Linked DNA regions of Mus musculus: all the other regions are linked to region 4. A link is a contact called in public HiChIP or PLAC-seq and promoter capture Hi-C data. All regions are on one chromosome and are shown on one strand. The core of a region is the stretch at or near the end of the contact, and the rest is flanking DNA. Distances in the headings are between cores, read along the strand shown. Region 1 holds the start of Gramd4 (GRAM domain containing 4). Region 2 holds the start of Trmu (tRNA 5-methylaminomethyl-2-thiouridylate methyltransferase). Region 3 holds the start of Gtse1 (G two S phase expressed protein 1). Region 4 holds the start of Atxn10 (ataxin 10).

The links. Promoter capture Hi-C pulls out the DNA fragments that hold promoters and counts their contacts. HiChIP or PLAC-seq counts read pairs in DNA pulled down with a chosen protein or histone mark.
Region 1: a contact with region 4 is called in a FOXA1 HiChIP or PLAC-seq map of pancreatic cancer cells. The contact joins the promoter of Gramd4 here to the promoter of Atxn10 in region 4. A contact is called at or near these places in 1 of 484 Hi-C or Micro-C datasets (cortical neurons) and 1 of 115 datasets of contacts at active chromatin or transcription factors (pancreatic cancer cells).
Region 2: an H3K4me3 HiChIP or PLAC-seq map of bone marrow-derived macrophages shows a contact between it and region 4, with 4 times the contacts expected there. The contact joins the promoter of Trmu here to the promoter of Atxn10 in region 4. A contact is called at or near these places in 3 of 39 promoter capture datasets (cranial neural crest, embryonic stem cells and liver), 1 of 484 Hi-C or Micro-C datasets (LSK cells) and 2 of 115 datasets of contacts at active chromatin or transcription factors (bone marrow-derived macrophages and pancreatic cancer cells).
Region 3: a contact with region 4 is called in a promoter capture Hi-C map of neural stem cells. The contact joins the promoter of Gtse1 here to the promoter of Atxn10 in region 4. A contact is called at or near these places in 4 of 39 promoter capture datasets (cranial neural crest, embryonic stem cells, liver and 1 more), 2 of 484 Hi-C or Micro-C datasets (CD4 T cells and LSK cells), 4 of 115 datasets of contacts at active chromatin or transcription factors (embryonic stem cells, large pre-B cells and pancreatic cancer cells) and 2 of 9 other capture datasets (adipose tissue and liver).

The regions. Positions count from the first base shown.
Region 1 is chr15:86,057,361-86,060,060 of GRCm38.p6, reverse strand. Gramd4 (GRAM domain containing 4) reads right to left here and starts at 1,299. Exons shown (of 19, transcript NM_001379572.1): 1 at 1,100-1,299. The coding sequence starts at 1,128. It overlaps Gm41375 (a long non-coding RNA gene), which reads left to right and starts at 1,445. Exons shown (of 3, transcript XR_875536.2): 1 at 1,445-1,669.
Region 2 is chr15:85,877,999-85,880,698 of GRCm38.p6, reverse strand. It overlaps Trmu (tRNA 5-methylaminomethyl-2-thiouridylate methyltransferase), which reads right to left and starts at 1,372. Exons shown (of 11, transcript NM_028063.2): 1 at 1,241-1,372. The coding sequence starts at 1,322.
Region 3 is chr15:85,858,402-85,861,101 of GRCm38.p6, reverse strand. It overlaps Gtse1 (G two S phase expressed protein 1), which reads right to left and starts at 1,395. Exons shown (of 12, transcript NM_001168672.1): 1 at 1,308-1,395; 2 at 1,007-1,098. The coding sequence starts at 1,031. It overlaps Ttc38 (tetratricopeptide repeat domain 38), which reads right to left. Exons shown (of 14, transcript NM_001033337.4): 14 at 2,280-2,700.
Region 4 is chr15:85,334,947-85,337,646 of GRCm38.p6, reverse strand. Atxn10 (ataxin 10) reads right to left here and starts at 1,392. Exons shown (of 12, transcript NM_016843.4): 1 at 1,067-1,392. The coding sequence starts at 1,182.

The DNA of each region.
Region 1 (2,700 bases), core at 50-2,549, 720 kb before region 4:
TTAGTCACCCACTGATAAGGAAACTGAGGCAGGGCTGGTTTTGTGACAGTGCCTTGCCCGATCTCACAGAACAGGTATCCGAGATAAACTAACTTCCAACTGTCCTTTATTTCAAACCCTACAGAGCCTGGACCATGACCCCTCCTTCTGAACCTGGCCCTAAAGCAAGCTCCTACCTGGCTGGGGTTCAGCGAAATTGAGGATTGGGGGGGGGAGTGCGTTAAGACTCAGCACCTTTAATTTTGTCCCTAATCTACACAAGGCAAGGCAGGAAGGGAACCCACTCTGAACAAGGTCCCCCCAAACTGAATCTCTCTTATCTCTGAAAATGGGAAGTTCCAAAGAGTACAAGGTTCTGCCTCTGGCCCTAGAAGCCTGCTTCTTACCCTGGCCACGGGTAGGAAGGCCACAGGGGAACCAACATCCAGACTAGTCAGTCCCTCTCCACCCTTCAGAGGTGCTGGTCCCGCTCTGGACAGATGAAGTCTTAGGTTAGGGACTGCCACACAGCACCCCACCTTAACGGTTGTATAAACACATAGGCCTAAGCTCCAGCCCAGGTGCCAACTGTCCCCAGAATCCCATAGGCTAATTCCAAATGAAAGGAAAAGATATAACAGAGAGCAGGGTGTGGAAAGGGAGCAAGCGTCCACAACTTTTCCCCGGGTCATCTGTTGGGCCACACCGGCCTGGACAGCCCTCCTCCTTTTCAGTCCTCCCCCACCACCAAGAGAGTGGGTCAGTAGGACGACATTTGCTGTGCCCTCATCCTGACCCCCCCGCTAGCGGCCTAGGCATGGTGACCCATCTAATGACTCCCCCACATCATAGTTTGGGCCCTGCGTCCCATCGACGTCTGCCTCTCGCCCACCAGGACCCTGACCCGCACAGCGCCCGTGGTACGCGCGAGGGGCGGCCGTGACGCGCGCCCCGGGAGCGTGTGTGCGGGGGCGCGCCCGCGCTGCTCCCCGAAGGGAGGGTCGCTGCTGTGGGCCACCGAGTGAGAGTGTGGGCACACGGGGTCGCGGCCCGGCAGCTAGGACAGAGCGTGGCCAGCGTCGCCCAGGTCCGTGTGGGAGTCCGCGTGCGCGCCGCTTACCCTGCGGGATGATCGGGGCCAACTCTCATCCACCCGCCGCCGCGGCGCCCCCCTGGCCGGCCACCCGGCCGCGCTGCACCTGCCGCCCTCCCGGGAGCCCAGCGGCGCCGGGGAGCGGGGACTACGCGGCCCCGCGGGTGCCGGCCACGAGCGCGGAGGCGGCGCCGCGTCGCGCGCTCACGTCCTGCTGCGCGGAGTCTGCGCGCCCCCCGACCGGGCCTGCGCAAGCCGCCGCCCCGCTCCGCCCCCTCGCCTCCCCGCCCTCCCTGCCCGGTGTGTGCGCGCGCGCGCGCCCGATCACGCGGCGCCGCCTTTGTTTGGGTGACCCACGTGGGTCCTCGCCGCGCGTGCCCACGCGCACGCGTGGCCGCCTGCCAGTCGCAGCCACGGGCACAACCGAGCACAAGGATACACTCCACTGTCACCTCTCTCCCGGCGAACTGGCTTGACGGTTACTGCCAAATGGAGACCCGCGCTTGGTGTAGAAATACTTGTCCTGGCACCGCCAGGCTGGACTCAGAGCACAGCTCCACACTGGGAAAAGGACATGGAACCTCCACCTGGAGGGCAGTGAGCAACTCCTCCCTTCTCTCCCACTCAGTACCTAACCAGGAATGCCACATACCTTTAAATGTCACCGTAGCGATAGGAAGCCTACTTTAGCTCTAGTACTATCTTAAAGGAAAAGAGATCCTCCAGGAGTCACTTCCCCCGTTTTGACTCGCCTTTCAAAAACCAGGGTTGACAAGGACCCAGAAAGATAACTAATGAACCTGGTAAAAGACCACACCCTCCAGAACCCCAGGCCCTAGCCTGGTTGGAGGACTGACCTGCAGCACCGTATGGGGTCTGACCTAGGAGGTCCACTGTAGGGTACGAGGGTGACTGTAGCAAACTCAGCATCAGCAAGTGGAGACAGCACATTAGACCTGTGACCACATGACCCGCTTGCACTGCGGGGCTTTGACGACCTCACCTCCAACCCTCTCAATCCAGAACTGTCCCCCACCTTATTATGTCTCAAGCACCCCAGGAGATTTGAGGAATGCTGAAGGACTCTGAAGCTTTCTGGGGGGTGGGGTGGGTGGGGGCAGGATTCAGGCCCCCTTTTGTCCTCCAGCATTGCCTACCTTCCAGACAGGCCTTTGTCCCAGGGTCTGGGGCTGGCATCCAGAGAGGCTCCTGTAGGTGAGCTCTCTCTCTCTCTGAATGCAGAGTGAGAAGCAATGCCCATGTGTAGCACAACATGAGGTCTGTCCAATGGCTCTTGGCTGGCAGTGTGAGATGCCAGGCTAAGCTGCCTGCAGGGCTTGGTCTTGGCAAGATGAGAGCTACTTTGGGCAGGAACCTCCTCTGAGTCACCTTTGTGCGGCATCCCAGCCCAATGCCACACCAATCTCGCTGGTTCCTCCTACCCCTGGCTTTCCCTGCTTCCTCTCTGTCCTACAGCAAAACCGGACTCTGGTCGTCGCCCCACCCCCACCGCCCCCTGCAAGCACAAGTGCTACTTTCCTGCCTCCAGGATTGCCTAGACCATATCCTCCCTGGGGCGCGGAGGAGGGGGGAGCCTCTCCACTCTGGCCCTACCCAACCTTCCAAGC
Region 2 (2,700 bases), core at 123-2,622, 540 kb before region 4:
TCCCACTGTTATGATAAACACCACGATCAACAGCATCTTGGAGAGGAAAGGATTTATTTGGCCCTAAAGGTCACAGTCTACCATCAGGGGAAGCTGGGGCAGGAACTCAGGTCAGGAACCTGAAGGCAGAATTGAATCATAGGTTATAAAAGAATACTGCTTATGGGCTTGTTTCTTTGGCCTGCTCAGCCTGTTTTCTTATAAAACCTAGGACCACCTGCCCAGAGATAGCATTACTCCTAATGGAACGAGGCTTCCTACACCAATTATTAAGAGAAGGCCCCACTGACTAGCCTACAGGCCAGGGTGATGACAGTTTCTCAGCTGAGGTTCCCTCCTACCAGAGGACCCTAACATGTCACATAGTTTTAATGTGACATAAAAACTAGGCAGCAGTTGATCTCCCTTTAGTAGTAAAAGATAAATCTGTAAGAATGATGCCAACCTTTGCCACTTCCCAAAGCATCTAGTTACACAGTTCTCATTGGAAACCTTCAAAGACTCACACTGCCTACTCAACATTACCCCAAATTCCTTAATACCGTCAGCTTCACTAACCCCACTATATCCTATTCTGGCCGGCACTCTCTCCTCTGCCTCCTGCCTGTGTTACTGCAGCCAGTTCTTTGTAGAGAAATGCTTCCCTCTTCCTTTCTCACCATAGTACACACCTGTATCCTGTGGCTCTTTTACTCTGTCATAACAGCTGTGATTATAAAAGAATCGCTCCTGCTTTCCGATATATCTCACATTGTATAGCTAACCCTTTCAATACATACTGTGCCATTTAATCATTCCAGTCATCCCATATTACGGGTCATCCCATTTTTACTGGGGGGTGCTTAGTTAACTTGCCCAAGCCCAGGCTCCTGGCCCCGCGCCTCTGCACCCCGCGTGCCCCGGGGAAGATGATCCACGGCTGAGGGGGACTCCATTAAAAGCCGCCAAGGTGAATGCGGAGAGGTTGACACAAGGTGGGGCCACACAGCAGGAGGAATGTACACCGGTCGTTGGAATCAGATCCGAACCCTAAGGACCCATGAGGCTACATCTACAAGTCAGGAAGAACTGGTAGCTGTTCGGAGTGAAGTTTGTCATCCAACGAAGGAGAACACTGGAGTGATTTTGTCATTAGAGTTGGCGGTGTCCTCGCCTGGAGGCCCGCGGAGTCTGCAAAAGGCCAGGCCTCAGACCTGGAGGAGCCCAAGCTCCTGTCCCCAGTGAGGAACCCTGGCCTCACCTCTCCGCCGCAACAGCAGCGCCGCCACCGCGCTGTCCACACCGCCAGACAGGGCGCACACGACGTGCCGCAGCGCCGACATCAGGCTACACCGCGAGCTTTCTGGCTGCGTCCAAGCTACGCCGGAAGTCCCAGCCTCCGGGGGACGGGGGGGACGGGGGGGGGGGGCGTCCTCACTCTTCACCCGGCGGGAAACGTGCTCCGCTCACCCAGTGTTCTGCAGGCTTTTGGGTTCCGCGCGGCGGATCGGCCGAGGAGCACTAGGTGGCAGCATGTCCCAGATAGGCCAGCGATGAGTTGGTCGGGTCCGGCTTCTTAGCCACCACTCGCTGCCCTTGCGACGTTTTCTTCTGTGCTCAGCTGGCGCTCCTGGGTCAGCTGCACCAGGAACAGCCTCCGCTCGGGCTTGAGGTCTCAAAGGCGTTCCTGGGCACACACAAGGTCGAGATGCTGTGTCGGCCGCTGGCTCCTCCTGTTTACCCGCTGGAGGGACAGGGCTGTCAACACGTTCTCATTGGATTCTAGATGCTTGCGGGCCTGGCGGGTGCAGAGCCAGTGGAGGACAAAGCATAGTGGACCGTTGCTCAGTAAGGCTTTGCTAGCAGCTCAGTCAACGGGTTGGAGTAGGGGATGGGAGCGTAGTTAACCAGACCCAGACAGTAGCTGGGAAGGATGGGCCACGGAAGACTGGGAGAGTTTGGAGTCGCACCTGTTCATCCTGGTGCCTGTGATTTAAGAGTGTTTGTTTCGTGGGCCATTCTTGGAGGACGAACGAGCACTCTGCGGGGATCAGCTCTAACGAGTGGATGCTTTGGGGACCTCAGGCTGGAGCTGTGGCTCTTCCTGAATTGATTGTGGGGGGCCTCGCACATGACAGATGTTGAGTGGCTGCTGGAAGAAAATAGATACGAGTCCTGGGACAGAAAGAGAGAGAGAGAGAGAGAGAGAAGAGAGAGAGAGAGAGAGAGAGAGAGAGAGAGAGAGAGAGAGAGAGAGAGAGACAAAAGGGCAGGGGGTCATGTCTGTGGAGTGTTCTAGCCTTGAGGACCAGGACCTCCCTTCTTGGGTATGGGCATTTAGTATAGCAAATCTCACTTTTCCTACCAGAACCTATGATAGGGCCAACCACAAAGTAGCAGAAACCAGACAAACCTATGTTAGAATTTTTGTCTACTTGACACAAGCTAGGGGTGGGGGGACATCAATTGAGAAAATGCTTCCATTAGATTGGCCCTTAGACAAGTCTGTGAGATTTGTTGATTGATGTGAGAGCCACACCAGTGCAGGTGATCTTGGGTTGTAAAAGAAGGCAAACTAATCAAGCCATGCGGAGCAAGCCAGTAAGCAGTGTTCCTCCATGGCCTCTGCTTCAGTTCCTGTCAAAATTCCGTCTCTAACTTTCCTTCAGGTTGGTCTGTGATTCGGATGTGCAAACCACATAAATAAACCCTTTCCTCCCT
Region 3 (2,700 bases), core at 146-2,645, 520 kb before region 4:
TCACTGTGTTAAGCAGTCTCCTAAGGTGTCAAAGAGGATACATAACCTGATAGGGTGCAAAGGCCCAGTGCTCAGCCCTAAAAGGGAGAAAATAATTGTAAACCCACATCAACCCTCTAAGACTCAGGGGAGCAAAGTTACTTCCCACCACATCTGATGACCTGAGTTCAAGCCCTGGGACCCTCAGGTGCTTGCACACCTTGGTTACCACCCCCAAACACACACATACACATACACACACACACACACACACACACACACACAAACCAAGTCATCGTAAAGATTCCTCCTCCCCTCTTTTAGACAGGGTTTCACTGTGTAGGTTTACAAAGAGAACTAACTGTTCTGGAACTCACTCTGTCGACCAGGCTAGGCTAGCCTTGAAATAAAACTCAAGAGATCTGCCTGCCTCTGCAGTTGGGGCATTAAAGGCGTGTGCAGCCACCACGTAGCAAGTCTTGCTTTTCAAAGAATTTGCCAGCACTCAGAAGGCTTCCGAAGGTGGCTCTCGATGAATTCAAGGCCAGCCTGGACTACAGAGTGAGTTCCGGGTTACAAAGTGAGGGCTCAAAAAAACAAGCAAGAAAGGAAAAGCAAACAAAGTAAGTCAGTGGAGGAGAAAAGAATGAACCACAGGGGAATGGGTGGAGTGAGGGACTCTGCGCTCAGTGCAAGAGAAAGCTGTTGCCATTTTGATAGCACAGCAACTGTGATTAACCACAGGAGACCCTCACAAGATTAAGACCCCCACTTAAAGCCCTTCTGGAAGTGGGGGGAGGCCCCTCTTAAGATTACATAAGTGGTTTTAAAAAGTGGGTGGGGATGTTGTAGGGGCTTCTTTGGTGGTGGAGCTATGAATTGCTAATGTCCTTGTAAGTAACTTCAGTTAAATTTATTTGCTTATCAATCCAGACTTCGTTTCTTTGATCTGTTGTAGCCCTCTCTATTTTGTTTGGGGTGAAAAGGAATACACTCCAGAACAGCCTTACGAACAGAAAGGACTTACCTTCTTTTTTACTACCAGCATCCATCTTCACCTCTCTCTCCACTGGTTGGCCGAAGGCACGTCGCGGCCGTCTCCTCCTTCCACAGAGTTCGCTGCAGGAAGCAAGGGGACGGGAGAATTAGGCAAGTCAGAGGCAAGCCCCAACTTGCTCCCGGTTTCCCAGACTGTGCGCCCCGAGGCGGGGTAACGGATTTCCGGCTCTGAGCTGCAGAGCTGGCACCGCAGCCCGTCCTCCCCGGATCTCTGCGGCTCGGGACCCGGTTCCCCACTCTCCGGGACCAGCGCTACGACCACTCCTTACCCCTCGCCTCTGACCGGGAAGGCATAAAATCCAGCTGGGTCTCCGGCACCGGTTTAAACGCGGCGCCCGGCTCCGCCGGCCGCCGATTGGCCTGTTTAAACAGGAGACGCTCTCGGTGCAGCCTGGGAAATGTAGTCAGAGTGCTGATGTACAAGACCAATGCCCAAGACTCCAAGCCACGGATTGGCTCCGCTGGGCGCAGGAAACTCCCACCGGAAGTTCCCATGACTCTCCTCCTCCGGAGACACAGAAAGGATTTAAGCGTTCCGCCTGTGGCTGTGCTAGCAAAAGGGACCGAGGCGGTGATGGTGGGGCATAGGAGATGGTCAGGCAGCTAGGAAGGAATTTGTCCCGACTCTCTCCGGTGCTTGTCCTGGTATCTCCAGTATTTCTCATGCGTCCGGGTACTCTCTGCAGCCTAAGGCCTCTCTCCTGTACTCTGGTGTGCAGGCCCTCCCTTTTCCCTCAAATGCAGAAGAGTGACAGAGCCGGTCTTAGCACTTCTTTGCTGCCAATATGTTAGATGCCTTTGGATAGCAATGAGCAGGAAACTGGCTTCAAGGTCTGTTGGTTCAAGGAAGTCCAGGGTTGGCCTGGATAGCCATCAAGAAGGCCATCAAGTCTGGATGTCGTCTCTACACATCGGCCAGGTCTGGCTCACTAGTAGGCAAGCTGGCTTCGTCGGACCCAAGGTTCCCACCGGCTGGGGATGGTGACCGGTTCTGTGTATCTGGAATTTTAAGGGCCAGGCTTTTCTGATTCACACCGGGGGCGGGAGGGGGGGGCGCAAGACCACGGTGGCAGTCACATCTGTGGTCCAAGCCTTTAGCTCCTGTGCATGAAATCCCTGCATCCCTGGGGCTATCCACTGGGCAGTAAAGTTCACCAACACTTCTCTTTGTATCATATCAGGTCATAGTAGATGTTCAGGAAAGCATACCCATAGTAACTCACTGCTATTTACATTTTCTCTTGGCTTTAAAAATATTTTTATTTTATTTTTTTTGCCGACGTGTGCGTATGTACAGGTATGCAAGTGCCTACAGAGGCCAGAAGAGAGTGTCAGGTCCCTTGAGGCTAGATTTACAGGCTCTACGTGGGCGCTAGGTACTGATCTCTGGTCATCTGGAAGAACGGCAAGTGCTCAGCCATGGAGCCATCTCTCCAGACGCATACACATTTCCCTTTAAGATCAGTCGCCTGTCCCTGGCAGATGCATGCCTTCTTTCATGAAAGCCTACACATACCAGCTTTTACAGACAAGGCATTCAATGGAAGCCATTGAATACCAGAGATCACAGCACAAAGTGGTTCAATAGCAAGGGCAAGTGCCAAGGGCTATGGGGCAAAGAGAAGGCACTGTCACCAGCCCACAGGCAGGGTGGAAGGCTTT
Region 4 (2,700 bases), core at 143-2,642:
GCTGGGATTTGAACTCATGACCTTTGGAAGAGCAGTCGGTGCTCTTACCTGCTGAGCCATCTCTCCAGCCCGGGTTTATTTGTTTTTGAGATACAGAGGATGTCACAATGCTGACTGGTCCAGCCTCAAACTCAAGAGATCCACCTGCCTCTGCTTCCTGAATGCTGGAACTGCAGGGCTGAGCCACGTGACATGTCTGGCGGCTACCTATTTTTAGAAAACGTTCCTGTGACCACTGAGCCTACGTGCTTCCCCCACCCCCACCCCCACCGCGTTCTCTGCCCTTTGTCCACACTCTAGGCCTGCTTGTTATCTCTCTACAGGAGAGACCAAGGGCTCCGGGTCCTCTCCCAAGACTTGGTCCAGGGGAGACCATTACTGTTAAGAGAAAACACCAATGGTGTTTAGTACTAAGTGTCAGGCATGGCCTAAGGATGTAACACGCATCGTCTCATTAAACCCTCACTGTCAACTCAACCAAGGAGGTCCCAGCGAACCTTGTTTCCATTAAACAGACAAGGAAACTGCAGCGCAAACCATACCACAAAAATCCATCAGGAACTGACAGCCTCGCACACTTCTGTTTAAACACGTTTATTTCATCTCAGCACTGAAAACAACGCACCACAGCTCCCATTTTGTAAGGCTAGAAACAGAAGGGTTAGAGGCGATGCTGAGCAGATGTCACGAAGCCAGGCCAGCTCTGCAGGCTCCTGGACAGAACGCCCTCTAACCCAGAGGGAGAAGCGAGCCCGAACACGCCTCCCTTCCCTGGCCACCGCCCTCAGGGCCCCGCCAGAGGAGCCGAACCAACAGCTTCCCCGCCGCCGGCTTGGGGACCAGTGTCGCCATCGTCTGCCCCTCTTAGAGCCTGGCCAAACCCTCGTCCCAGAGCAGGCCTAGGCGAGCGCCACAGAGCCACAACCTGAGCGTGGGCCGAGCTGATGGAGCCCGCCGCCCCGCCTCGCTCGCCGCTGCCCAGCCCAGCCCAGTCAAGCCCAGCCCAGCCCAGAGCCCTCCATGGTTCCTCTTCCTCCTTCCTAGGTGGCAGCCCCCGCGCAGTTACCGGTTACGCTGCTCCTTGAAGAGCGCCGTGAGCGCGCGCAAGGCCTCCAGGTCCTGGATGGGTGCGGGCACCATGATGCCCGACAGCCGGGAGGGTGGCATCCTGGGCGCCGCCATCTTGCCACTCGCTCTGGGGCCGAGCCTGACCAGGCGGAGAGCAGAGCGAAGAGAAGTGGGGGAGACAGACGACAGGCGAGGAGATGGAGACGCGGTCTGCACGGCTCTGGCTTCCGCAGCCCGCGTCACCCAGATCCCGTGGTGCTGCAAGGCAGAGAGCGCGAGACTAGCTGGCTTGCCTCAGGCGAAGAGGACAAGGCGACGCGGCAGGGGGAGGGGGAGGGGGCGGGGCGGAAGTCCCGCCTGAGGGGAGGGGGCGCAGCGGAAGTCCTGCTCCTGCGTAGGGTGGGATGGGGGAGGTCTTCGGTCCCCACGGTGGGGAGACGTGGAGTAAAGACCCCGTCAGAGGACAGAATACTGAGATGAAGGGGTCGGGGTGGGGGGGGGGGGGTGGCCTGTAGAGTGTCCTAGAGAATGAGTGTCTTATCAGGGACAGATGCTTTCCATGAGCAAGGGCCACCATTGGTGGGGGTCCACTCATGCAGAGGTTTCCCTCTGGGGAAGAGATACCAGGCCGAAGCAGCGCCCCCAGAATAATGGATGTTGTCCCTAAGGAGACCTGGAAAGGAGGCCCCTGAGAGGAAGAGCAGGGATACAGGCCAGAGGTGTCACCATGGGAGGGGACCTGCAGAGGAGACTTACCCTCAGGGCATGTGTTGCTAGGCCAACCAGTTCTATTGCAGGAAAACCTGAAATGGAGACTCCAGGGGAGGGAATGCGAGGTTGAGGTGTTCCACTGAGGGAGACCTGAATCGGAGATTCCCACATAGGGAAAAGATGCTGGATACCTCAAGCCATGGAGGAAGACCTTGGATAGAGGCTCCTCATGGGAAGGGGACGCTGATCAAAAATGCCCCCTTGGGAAAGAAGTCTTTCCCAAGACTCCAGGAAGGAGGCTTCCCACAGAGAGAAGGCTGAGAAGAAGTACCTCCCTAAGAGGTGTATTCCTTTCTTGTTGCAATATCAAAATATGTGATAGAAGCAATTTTACAAAGGATAGGTTTCTTTTGGCTCACAGGTTGAGAGTACAGGCCCACGTGGTGGGGACTTGTGACACAGGGCTTTAGGCAGCTTGTCACATTGCATCTATTAAGCCAGAAAACAGACAGCTGGCTTTGACTTTTTTTTTTTTTAATCTAGACCATGGAATGCTATCACCCACACTGGGGGCAGATTTCCACACACTAACCTCATCTAGACAGTTCTTCACAAACATGCCCAGAGGGTTGTCTCTGGTGATTCTAGAACCTTGTCAATTAATACTATAGGGGACCCGGGGAAGAGAGTGGGTGCTTATCAGGAATATCCCCATATTGGGGCTGAAGAGCTTGCTCAGACATTAAGAGTACTCTATCTTCCAGGAGACCTGAGTTTATTTCCCAACATGTGTATGTAGGTATCCTAGATTTTTATTACTGTGAAGAGACACCATGACCAAGGCAACTCTTACAAAGAAATTATTTATTTGGGATTAATTCACACAGTTTCAGAGGTTCAGTCCATTATCAGCATGGCAGG